2 separate regions of the Sus scrofa genome follow, and region 2 is linked to region 1. Evidence: chromatin contacts called from public HiChIP or PLAC-seq data. All regions are on one chromosome and are shown on one strand. Each heading gives the region's core, a stretch centred on a gene start, on an enhancer-like site or on the middle of the called end of the contact. The rest is flanking DNA. Distances are from core to core; before and after follow the strand shown.

What was found. HiChIP or PLAC-seq counts read pairs in DNA pulled down with a chosen protein or histone mark.
Region 2: an H3K27ac HiChIP or PLAC-seq map of alveolar macrophages shows a contact between it and region 1. The contact joins two enhancer-like sites.

What each region holds. Positions count from the first base shown.
Region 1 is chr1:252,897,459-252,903,093 of Sscrofa11.1, forward strand. All of the region lies in intron 6 of SUSD1 (sushi domain-containing protein 1), which reads right to left. Among named protein-coding and RNA genes, the nearest start is that of SUSD1, 56 kb to the right of the region's middle. Within about 2 kb of position 2,118, at least 1 of the 83 cell types and tissues checked has an H3K27ac peak or open chromatin away from gene starts, as enhancers often do. A contact at or near this core is called in alveolar macrophages, where this site is marked.
Region 2 is chr1:253,027,545-253,033,791 of Sscrofa11.1, forward strand. The region is part of intron 3 of PTBP3 (polypyrimidine tract binding protein 3); the gene reads right to left. Among named protein-coding and RNA genes, the nearest start is that of PTBP3, 26 kb to the right of the region's middle. Within about 2 kb of position 2,662, at least 3 of the 83 cell types and tissues checked have an H3K27ac peak or open chromatin away from gene starts, as enhancers often do. A contact at or near this core is called in alveolar macrophages, where this site is marked.

The DNA of each region.
Region 1 (5,635 bases), core at 868-3,367:
TCCATGAAGATGTGGGTTCGATTCCTGGCCTCACTCAGTGGGTTAAGGATCTGGCGTTTCCATGAGCTGAGGTGTAGGTCACAGACACAGCTCGGATCCCACATTGCTGTGGGCTGTAGTGTAGCCCAGCAGCTGTAGCTCCCTAGCCCAGGAACTTCCATATGCTACGGGTGCAGCCTTAAAAAGAAAAAAAAGAAAAAAAAAATTCTCTTCCAAGAGCATCAAAAGGAACAAAATTCCCTGCAGACAGAAGTTACCATACTTTCTCCTGCAAAGGAGGGAACCAGTATCTTAGTGTCAGGAATATTCCTCGGCCCAAATTCAAGCTTCCCCACTGAATCAGACACACTTTGCAGATGCTTTAGAATCTGTCTCTCCTGCTCCTTGTTCCAGGCCTGCCTGAGCTTGGACAACGTGACCGTGTCTTGTTGCCCATCCTGGGGCATCCCCATTGCACATCCAGAACGGGGCGGGGTGGGGTGGTGGTGATTAACACCTCATGGGGACAGGAGGTAGGGGGTGAACCCAGCCCTTTCCTGTCTTCCCCGTGAAGGGCAGATCTACAAAGACTTCTCAGGGTGGAGAGGTGCACGGGTGGAGCAATCCCTTGCACTGGGGGAAGACCAGCACGATGAGGCCCCCTGACACTGGTTCTCCTTCCTTCCCCGTTTCATGCACCTAAGCCCTCATTCCTGCTTCCCGGGCTGTCACTCCCTATTGTGGAAAAAAGGAAGCCCTCTGCTCAGGCCCTGTTTTCTGGGAAACCCAAGGTAAGAGTCCCATCAGGAAGGGTGAGAAAGAATAATTTCCACCCCAGAAGATGTCTCTCTTCCTCTCAGCTCCCTTCCTTCCCTTCTAGTAAATCTCCTCTCAGCCTCCAAGTGGGAAGGGAGCCTGCAACTTAGGTGCCTGTAGGGTTCTCAGAACCAATACTACCTTCAGACAGACGCTGGCCTACTGATGTCCTGGCCCATGGAAGATTTTTTATCTTTACTAAATCATCCCATCGGCAGTATTACTGAGATTCCCTGCCACGTATTACCTGGCCTCGCTCCGGGAAGCCCAGGTTGGCTGTCTGGGGGCGAGAACAAATGGGGCCAGAGAGAGAACAGGCCAACTACTGGAGAGACACCAGAGGATCACCTAAACACGCCTGGGTCTCTACATCAACGCTTCTCCCCAGAGCACAGATAATTTGAAATCAAAGAGATACTCCAGGAATTCCTTGCAGCACCAGGATGTACGTTTGATTCCCAGCCAGACACAGTGGGTTAAAGGATCTGGCATTGCCACAAACAGGTCACAACTGTGACATAAGTCACAACTGCAACTCAGATCTGATCCCTGGCCCAGGAACTCCATATGCCTCAAGGCAGTGAAAGAAAGGAAGAAAGAGAGAGAGACAGACAGACAGACAGACAGACAGAAAGACAGACAGACTCCAGTGAGGACACAGGTATCCTGAGAGATGCAGAGACCCTATCTAAAGATCCTATCTGAGAGTTCCCCTTGTGGCCCAGCGGAAATGAATCCAACTAGTATCCATGAGGATGCGGGTTCAATCCCTAGCCTCACTCAGCAGGTTCACAATCCCACACTGCCGTGAGCTGTGGTGTGAGTCGCAGACACGGCTCAGATCTGGTGTTGCTGTCTGTGGCTGTGGCGTAGGCTGGCAGCTGTAGCTTTGATTCAATCCCTAGCCTCAGAACTTCCATATGCCACAGGTATGTCCCTAAAAAGCAAAAACAAAACAAACAAAAAAACCCAACCCAACCAAACAAAAAAAAAGATCCTATCTATTCACTTCCTTGGGTAGCATAAAGATGATGTTGGCACCAGTATTTATCAGCACAAACAAGCCCCAAATATTCCCAGCCCTTTCCCTCTCCACCATCCTTCAAGGCCCGAGACTTCTAGACCCCTCTGCTCATCCCCACTTCCTTTGGATACTAACTCTCCCCTTGGTCCAGAAGGAAAAGGAAACATCCCCCCTCACCTTTCCCCTGAGTTGCCAGTAAAGCACATTTCCTTCCCACTCAGGACCCCTTTGCCACCCAAGCAGAGATAAGAAAGGAGACATGCAAGTTCCCTTCCTTGTTCTTCCTTTTTGCTCATTCACTATGACAACCACAAATGACATCGCAAAAATGCCATCTGCCTCCAGCTTGTGCCACGCTCCCTGCACTGATGGGACCCAGGTCCGACTAGAGGGATGTCAGCTATTTCATCCCAAGGAACAGTTTAACAAAACTGCTTTTCCCTCCAACTGTCTGCAAGGCAGCTGGAAAGACTTTTTTCTTTTTTTTTTTTTTTTCTTTTTGCCTTTTCTAGGGCCACGCCTGCGGCACATGGAGGTTCCCAGGCTAGGGGTCTAATCAGAGATGTAGCCGCCAGCCTACACCACAGCCACAGCAAGGCGGGATCCGAGCTGCATCTACGACCTACACCACAGCTCATGACAACGCCGGATCCTTAACCCACTGAGCAAGGCCAGGGATCAAACCCACAACCTCATGGTTCCTAGTTGGATTCGTTAACCACTGCGCCACAACGGGAACTCCGGGAAAGACTTCTTTATAAATGTGTCAGGCATTGAACATCCATGTTCACGCTGTCCCTTTGAAAGAGATGACTTGGGAGCCTATGCCCTCATCCCAATGGGACCAAACACTGAAAACATTTCTGGGCGTTCTCTTCGGGACTGGCTCCAGGGCTCCCTACTCACCATTCACCCTTAACTGAACAATTACTGGATGCCCAGCATCCTCCCGTGCCAGGCACTGGGCTGTGACACAGCTCAGAACTTAAGTCCTTTCCTCGGGAACATGTTGTCTGATGGAGGGAGCACACGTATCAGCAGGTAAATTACAACTTGATACATATGAGAACAAAGCAACACACAAGGACCATAAGGTACAGAGAAAGAAGCCACCACGTCTCACTGGAAGACCTTGAGAGGCCGTGACCTTGAGAGGGCTGAATGGATGAAGCATGGGGAAGACAACTAAGCAGACGGAGCAGCAGGTCCAATGCCTGGAAGGGTGAAAGGTGTGGCACATTCGGGGTGGTGACAGAGATATGTGACGATGTGCTGGGGAGGAGGAAAGAGGGGGAGCGAGGTTGCAGAGCGAGGAGCAGCCCAGTCTTGGGAAGACCTACTCCCCAGACTAAGTGCAGACCTACTCCTATGAGCCATGGAGAGAAAAGCAGGAAGATGATGCTGACCCCCCCCCTTTTTTTTTTTTTCCCCGCCTCCCCCCATGGCATATGGAAGTTTCCAGGCCATGGATCAAATCCACACCAGAGCTGTGACCTACACTGAAGCTGCGACAATGCCAGATCCTCAATACACTGCACTGGGCCAAGGACTGAACCAGCACCTCTGCAGAGACAAGCCAGGACATTCACCCACTGCGCCAGAACTCCAAGGAGCCCTTTTTTTTTTTTAAAGGAAGATAATTCTAAGAGTTCCCAGGTGGCACAGTGTGTTAAGGATCCGTTGCTGTCACTGCTGCAGCTCAGGACCCTGCTATGGCTCGGGTTCAATCCCTAGCCCGGGAGCTTCCACATTCCATGGGTGTGGCCAAAAAAAAGAAAAGAAAGGAAAGAAAGCTCTGGCGTATTTTGAAGGAGACACTGGAGGTCACAGGGAAAGAATGTGGCATCCTTTTACTAGGCAATTATAATACATCAAACACCAATGCACAGGTCCTTATAGATTTGCTCACAGAGCAATCATAGGAGGCAATAATAAATCAATAAGGACTGGAGGTCCCGTCGTGGTGCAGAGGAAACGAATCCGACTAGGAACCAGGAGGTTGCGGGTTCGATCCCTGGCCTTGCTCAGTGGGTTAAGGATCTGGTGTTGCCGTGAGCTGCGGTGTAGGTTGCAGACGCAGCTTGGATCTGGCATTGCTGTGGCTGTGGCATAGACCGGCAGTTACAGCCCCGATTGGACCCCTAGCCTGGGAACCTCCATATGCTGAGAGTGCGGCCCTAAAAAGACAAAAAAAAAAAAAAATCAATAAGGAGTGAGGAATTCCCTAGTGGCTCACCAGGTTAAGGACCCAGCATTGTCACTGCTGTGGCTTGGGTGGCAGCTGTGGTTCAGGTTCGATCCCTAGCCTGGGGAATTTCTGTACGCCCCAGGAGCAGCCAAGTAATAATAATAATAATAATAATAAAGAGTGAACATTTATTGAGTTGTTACTGTGGATCTGATAGTATGTACAGTACTTTGAATGTCTCATTCATCTAATCTTTAAAATAACCCCATGCGTTTGACGTAATCATGTCCATGTTACAGACCCGAGGCTTCGAGAAGTTAAGTAACCTGCCAGAGGTCACACAGCCAGCAAGCAGTCAAGTCAGGACTCAAAACTAGACCTGCCAGACTCCAAAGCCCAGAGCCTTTACACTAACGTAGTTATCCAGCAAAAAGGTGAAAAGATGAAATCAGGGCACGGTATTTAAAACCATGAGCAATTCTGAAGGAGCAGCAACAGGAGGCAAGAGATAAGGGACAGCCAGGAATCTAGGCTGACCGCCAGTCTCTGAGCCTGAGAGTCGGAATGGATGGCCTTTTGCTGCTCTCATAAGAAATACAGGAGGAAGCAGACTGGTTTTGTGAGACACAGATCGATGCATGGTGTTTAGAACGCCCTACATCTGAGTTCATCTATCCAGGTGAAAAAACAGTCTCAAAGGTCATCCGTGTATGGATGGCGGCTGAAGCCCTGGGGGCAGGTGGAACCCCCAGGTAGGACGTGGAGGCCGAGCGGCAGGAGGGCAGGGCTCTGGGACACACGGAAACCCAGGGGAAAGAAGAAGAGAAAGAGGAAGGATGTTGGCTGGGAGAGCATGACGCCTCGGGAGTCAGGGGAGTAGATGAGCTGAAGGGGTGTCTGCTTCCTCCAAAGTGATCGCCCCTCCTTCCCTCCAACCCCCCTCCCCAGCCTCCTCACCCCACCCAAGACGGGCCTGGAGAACATTCGGCCCTGGGGGCTCAGACGCTCTCTCCCCCCTCAGATGCTCTTCCTGCCCCGTGGAGGGCAGCGGGTGCCATGATTACATCTGAGGCCTGACTCTGGATGGAGGGAGGCAGAGCAGGTCTCTGGCCTGTCCAGCTGCAGGACGCTTAGGACTCTCTCGCTTTAAATGAAGGAGGCCCCCACAGCATCCAAGTGAACTCTGCAGTGAACTTTGGGACTTTGCGAACCGAAGCCTCTGTAGGTAGTAAAGTACCTATTTTTTAGGGCTGCACCTGCAGCATATGGAAGTTTTCAGGCTAGGGGTCAAATTGGAGCTGCAGGTGCAGGCCTAGGCCACAGCCACAGCAACGTGGGATACGAGCCCCCATCTTTGACCCACACCACAGCTCACGGCAACACCGATCCTTAATCCACGGAGCAAGGCCAGGGATCGAACCCACATCCTCATGGATACTAGTCCGGTTCACTACCACTAAGCCACAACAGGAACTCCGATAATACAGTGCCTTTGCTTTGCTTTAGCATCTGAATATGGTGCATGCGTGTGTATGTGTGTGTGTGTGTGTGTGTGTGTGTGAGAGAGAGAGAGAGAGAGAGCATGCGCACATGCGTGTGTGAGTGTATAAATGTACATGCATATATAT
Region 2 (6,247 bases), core at 1,412-3,911, 130 kb after region 1:
TAAGAGTTGAACATCTTCCACTTTTTAATTTTTTTTTTCTTTTGTTTGTAGGGCCTCACCCACGGCATATGGAGGTTCCCAGGCTAGGGGTCCAATCAGAGCTATAGCCACCGGCCTACGGCGCAGCCAGAGAAAGGCCAGATCCAAGTCACATCTTCAACCTACACCACAGCTCTCGGCAATGCCGGATCCTTAACCCACTGAGAGAGGCCAGTGATCGAACCTGTAACCTCATAGTTCCTCAGTGGATTCGTTTCCACTGTGCCACAACGAGAACTCCACTTTTTAATCTTCTAACAGCATTTTGTCATATACAAATTTTTATGTCAAGTCATATACAAACTGTCAAATGTTCAGTTTCCAATCATCTTTGAAAATAATACATGAGTTGTTCGAATATTTTATATCATTGGCTTCCAAAACTATGTTCTCAGAGTTCCTGTTGTGGCTCTGCAGTAATGAACCTAACTAGTACCCATGAAGACTCAGGTCCGATCCCTAGCCTTGCTCAGTGGATCAAGGATCCAGAGTTGTTGTGAGCTATGGGGTAGGTTGCAGACACAGCTCAGATCCCACAGGGCTGTACAGGGCTGTGGCTGTGGTGTAGGCCAGCAGCTGCAGATTCAATTCAACCCCAGGCCTGGGAACTTCCATATGCCACGGGTACAGCCCTAAAAAGAAAAAAAGAAACAAAAACCAAAAAAAAAAAAAACCTGTGTTCTCATAAAGCCAAACAAATGTGCAGAATACTGAGAAACCCAATTCAGCTTCAAACATGGCAGTTTATCTATTTTACACTGCACTCCTCAGTAAGATTTTATTTGAAAACGAGGGTTATACTGCTTTCAAATTTGAAAACTGGCTTGCACTTCCACTTTGAGCTTTTAAATAGGCAATGATGAGGTTGGGAGTTCAAAAAAAAGACCCAGAATTTACACAGGAATTAGAATTAGCAGCCAAGAACATAGTAGTTATTATAATTGTATCAGACACACACAAAAGAAAGGTTAAGTAGAGATATGGAAGATAAACAGTGCTGTACAAACAGAATTGCCTGTGATAATGGAAAGGTTCCACATCTATAGTATCCAATATGACAGCCACTGGCCAGAAGTGGCTAGTGAGCACCCAAAATGTACCCAGTGCAACTAAGGAACTGAATTTTTAATTTTTTAATTAATTTAAATATAATCACATTTAGCTAGCAGCTACCATACTGGACGTCACAACTTGAGAATGTCTAGGGAAAAAAATATCATCACAGTGAGGCTCTCAGTGGCATAATGGTTCCTTTTCCTCTTAGATTAGGATGACTAAATCTTACCAAAACTAAGCCTGCACAACTTAAACTTAACCTCAATGACTTTATTTCCTATCCATAAACCATTCTATTGATCCTTTTTATTAAACAATTCTATATACACGCTTACTGCTGCTAATATTACTGTTACTGTTGCTGTTGTTGCTATTTTTCTTCCTTCGCACCTTCCTCTTTGGCAATAAGGGTTACTACAGTGGAAAAATATGAGAAGCCATGATATATATTGTCCTCATCATTCTAGTGTTGTCAATATAGTCTGCATTAATACTTCACAGAACACTGAGTACAAAGGTCTCTGCCTAGCAGGCGTGCAAAAAGTGCTTTTGACAATAAAAGCCTGAGAAAGAGATAGATTTATTTAATAAGTAACTCCACAGTTTCAATTTTTAATAAGGCAAAGACATTTAGGTAAAACAACGAAATTGGAGGCCTACTCTCCACTGAGGACAACAAAAAAGTCTGAGCAAAAAACCCAAAATGTCTTCTCAATATGAAGAGATGTTTCAGATACATAGAAATTCTATTTATCGGATGCTAAACATTATAAGGCACTAGAATTCTTGTCACAGGAAATAATTTTTAAATGTTTCAGCAAAAAAGCCTCTGGAATGGTTACATTAAGCGCTAGTAAAGGAAAACAGCAGTAAGTATGATGGAAAAACCAACAAATGTTTCATTGAGGTAGAGGAGGAAAAAATATTTCATGTAAAACTTAAACATGCCTGCATAATGTGAAGAAGACATTTCTAAAATTGAGATGGAAATGAATATATAATAAAATTCACAGATCTTAGTGTTCAGTTTGATGATGTTTTAGGGAAATTTTTTTAGAAAAAATTTTCCAAGGTTATCTCTTTGTAGATTTATAAACTTCCATCTATGAAATCAAGAAAAACCATGTATACAAAAATGACTGCTATTAATACAACCATTTCCCAAATTCTGTACCTCAAAATATGATCTGAAGTTTTTAGCTTAAATCTGAATTTTAGCTTAAATCAAGAGACAAAATTAATTGACATCCACCTGACTCTGGCAAGTATGCCCATAAGCTGGAAAAGAAGTTATGTGCGTGTTTTGCGATATCTTGCTATTGAGAGAATGAAAGAGAAATAAACAGTAATTTATCAGCTTCCTGGGGCTGTCTGAATTAAAAAAACATCTTGTACATTTTATACAAGCAAACAGATACCTTCAATTTTGACTTCAGCTGTGGTATAGGATTTGAATAAAAGAAAAAATACTATTTTATCAAACATCAATGCAACAACTTGGACAAAAGTAACAAAATGGAAAGGACACTAGGAAGAAATCAAGGCTATCTAAGAATAAACTAGGTCATTTGGGCTGGCTTTGGTTGCCAAGCAACTGGGATTTCTCACTGTTTCCCTTTAGAATAATCCAGTCCTTAAGAGTTTTATTAAATTGTTTATTTCTTCTTTAAGACTTAAACTAACATATTTATGAATCATACTAATGGAAAACTGCACGACTTACATTACACGAAGAAAAATTTAAAAATCTACTGAAAGATAGCAAATAAAATATAACTTCCTCCTCAAAAGGCTCAGATACAATAAAAATACATTAATTATCTTCAAATTAATCCAAAAAAAAAGTCAACCCAATTCCAATCGTGGGGCTAGGATTTATCAAAATACTTCTAATATATCCTGAGAAATAAACAAGATATATTATCCGTTTAATCTCTAAAAAGAGGGTAAATAGGGCCTTGCCCTAATATATTAAGCCATAGGGACACTGAAATAGAAATGGGACAGAATGAAACCCAAAAGGTAGCCCAGATTAGACACGGAGTGCATACCATGTGAGCAGCACACACATCAGGGTAGACGGGGGTTATGCAAGCAGAATGTGTGGTCATATCTAACGGGCGTATACATGCATGTTTTAAGTAGGCAGAGCCTGGCGTAAGGAAAACTAGAATATGACAAGGGACGAGTTTCACAAGAATGGACAATAAACGGGCTACCCAAAAACAACAAAGGAGAAACTGGTCACTAGTGTAAAAGAAAGAGAAAAGCCCTACCCTCACTTCCCACCCCCAAAATACTCTTTTTTTTTTTTTTTTTGCTATTTCTTGGGCCGCTCCCACGGCATATGGAGGTTCCCAGGCTAGGGGTCGAATTGGAGCTGTAGCCACCGGCCTACGCCAGAGCCACAGCAACGTGGGATCCGAGCCGCGTCTGCAACCTACACTACAGCTCACGGCAACACCGGATCGTTAACCCACTGAGCAAGGGCAGGGATCGAACCAGCAACCTCATGGTTCCTAGTCGGATTCGTTAACCACTGCGCCACAACTGGAACTCCCTCCCCCCAAATATTCTTTTTTTCTTTTTTCTTTTTACCACTTCCTGGACCACTCCCTTGGCATATGGAGGTTCCCAGGCTAGGGGTCAAAATCAGAGCCATAGCCACTGGCCTACACCAGAGCCACAGCAACGCGGGATCCTTAACCCACTGAGCAAGGCCAGGGAATCGAACCTGCAACCTCATGGTTCCTAGTCAGATCCGTTAACCACTGAGCCACGACGGGAACTCCCTCCCCCAAAATATTCTTAACAAAAGATTTAAATGTTAAAATAAAAACAAGTAAAACATCAAAGTATAAGAAAACACAGGCAAAAAAAAAAATTTTAATTTTGCTATGCTAGGTTTTTATAAGTATGGTACCCATGTAAGAAACTGTAATATAATTTAAGAGATTTGACTACTATATAAAAATATTTTAAAAAATGCATTAGCAGACAAAACTCAGAGACGGAAAGTAGAATAGTGGTTGCTATGGTAGGGGTAGGGGAAAAAGAGGCGTTAGTCTTTAATGCGTACAGAGTTTCAGTTTGGGAAGATGAAAAAGTTCTGGAGATGGATGGTGGTGATGGGCTGCACAATGTGAATGTATTTAATGCCACTGAACTGTACACTGAAAAATGGTTAAAATGGCAAATTTTGTTATATATATATTTTACCACAATTTTAAAAATTTGAGAAAAACTGCATTAGCAGAAATCACCATAAATACTTCACAAGTTAGTAAATAACAAGGTATAATTCATCACCTATCATATTAACAAAGACTGACAAAGATAGACTGGAAAATTGCTTTCTCATATATTATCAGTGGCATTATAAGTCAGCAAATAATCTTTACAGAAAGCAATTGTGCAATGTATATCAAAGCATAAATCATGCATTGGCCTATTAGTCCCAGCAATTTTGTTGCCAGAAACATAAAATATTAAAATAATGTTGCAAGTGTGCTGAGATACATAAGAATGTTGTTACAGTACTATTTGCAAAGGTATAAAACTGCAAATAATCTCAATGTCTATTAATAAGAAACTGGATAAATCATGGCTGTCCTTTTGAAGTGAGTATTATACAGTCAGTTAAAAATTATGAAGTGGTAATAATTTAAAAAGGAGTTCCCATTTTGGCTATAAGGGTTAAGAACCTGACACAGTGTCTGTGAGGATGCAGGCTCAATCCCCGGCCTTGCTCATTGGGTTAAGGATCCAGCATTGCTGTGGCTGTGGTGTAGGCCTGCAGCTCTGATTCAATTCCTAGCCTGGGAACTTCCATGTGCCATGGGTGTGGCCATAAAAATAAAATAAAAATTTTAAAAAATAAAAAGTAAAAAACTAAAAATTATGAAGTAAAAAAATTATGAATTCTATATTTGCTGTCAGGAAACAATGACAGCAAATGACATATTGTAGAGAAAAAACAAGAGCTTTCAAAATACTAGGATTCTGTTGGTAAAATTATATATATAGACAATAACCTGAATAGAGAAGTTGTACAAAGTAAAACGTTAGCAAAATATTAGTTATATTTGAGTGAGTGGATTGTTTTTTATTTTTTATTTTTCTGGATTGTTTCGATGATTTACCATGAGCGTGCATCCTATTTACAAAGCAAGTTTCATTTAAAAAATTTTATACTATTAAAAAATATCCAACACTTCATTTACTCTAAGTTTATATAATTTATTATATGCCATTATTATCTCTTAGAACAAGTTAAGGACAAGATCATGCACAGGAAATGTCACTGTTTTTGAAAATGTGGAAAACTCTTAATTCAGCAGTTTGCCTTATAATGACTTTCAACACAGAATCAAAGCTGAAGGAGTTCTTTCACCTAGAGCAAGAGTAGAGGGGCCAAACAATGCTCTTAACATAATAAAAAAATATCTTTCTTAAAATGTTCTTGCTTTGCAGATAAATTTTTTCCACCCTGAAGTTACTTCAAATTACTATTTTAACTACTTAAAAATTAATCTGGAGAGACACAAAAATTTCAACATGAACTGTATCAAAATAAAATCTGGAAATGAGGTATAAGGAATGTTCATATTCTTTACTCCTTACTCATCTAGGAGAAACAAAAAGTCTTTCATGAACATACCTATACAAATTCTTATTAATATCTTAAGTTGAGTTGATAATGTCACAATAGAAGCATCACTCAACCTCTTTTAATTCTTTTCACTTTTTAGGGCCGCACCTGTGGCAGATGGATGTTCCCAGGCTAGGAGCTGAAATGGAGCTGTAACTGCCGGCCTACACCACTGCCACAGCAACACGGGATCTGAACCACAGCTCACAGCAATGCCAGATCCTTAATCCACTGAGTAAGGCCAGGGATCAAACCCGCATCTTCATGGATACCAGTCGGATTCATTTCCACTGTGCCACAAAAGGGAACTCCCATCGCTCACCTTCCTCAACTTCTTAATGTCTTTGTTATACAGTCTTTTTGTTTTGTTTTGTTTTGCCTTGCCTTGCCTTGCCTGTGGCATATGGGAGTTCCCAGGCCAGGGATCAAACCTGAGTCACAGCAACAACCCAAGCCACCGCAGTGGCAACGCTGGATCCTTTTAACTTACTGCGCCACAAG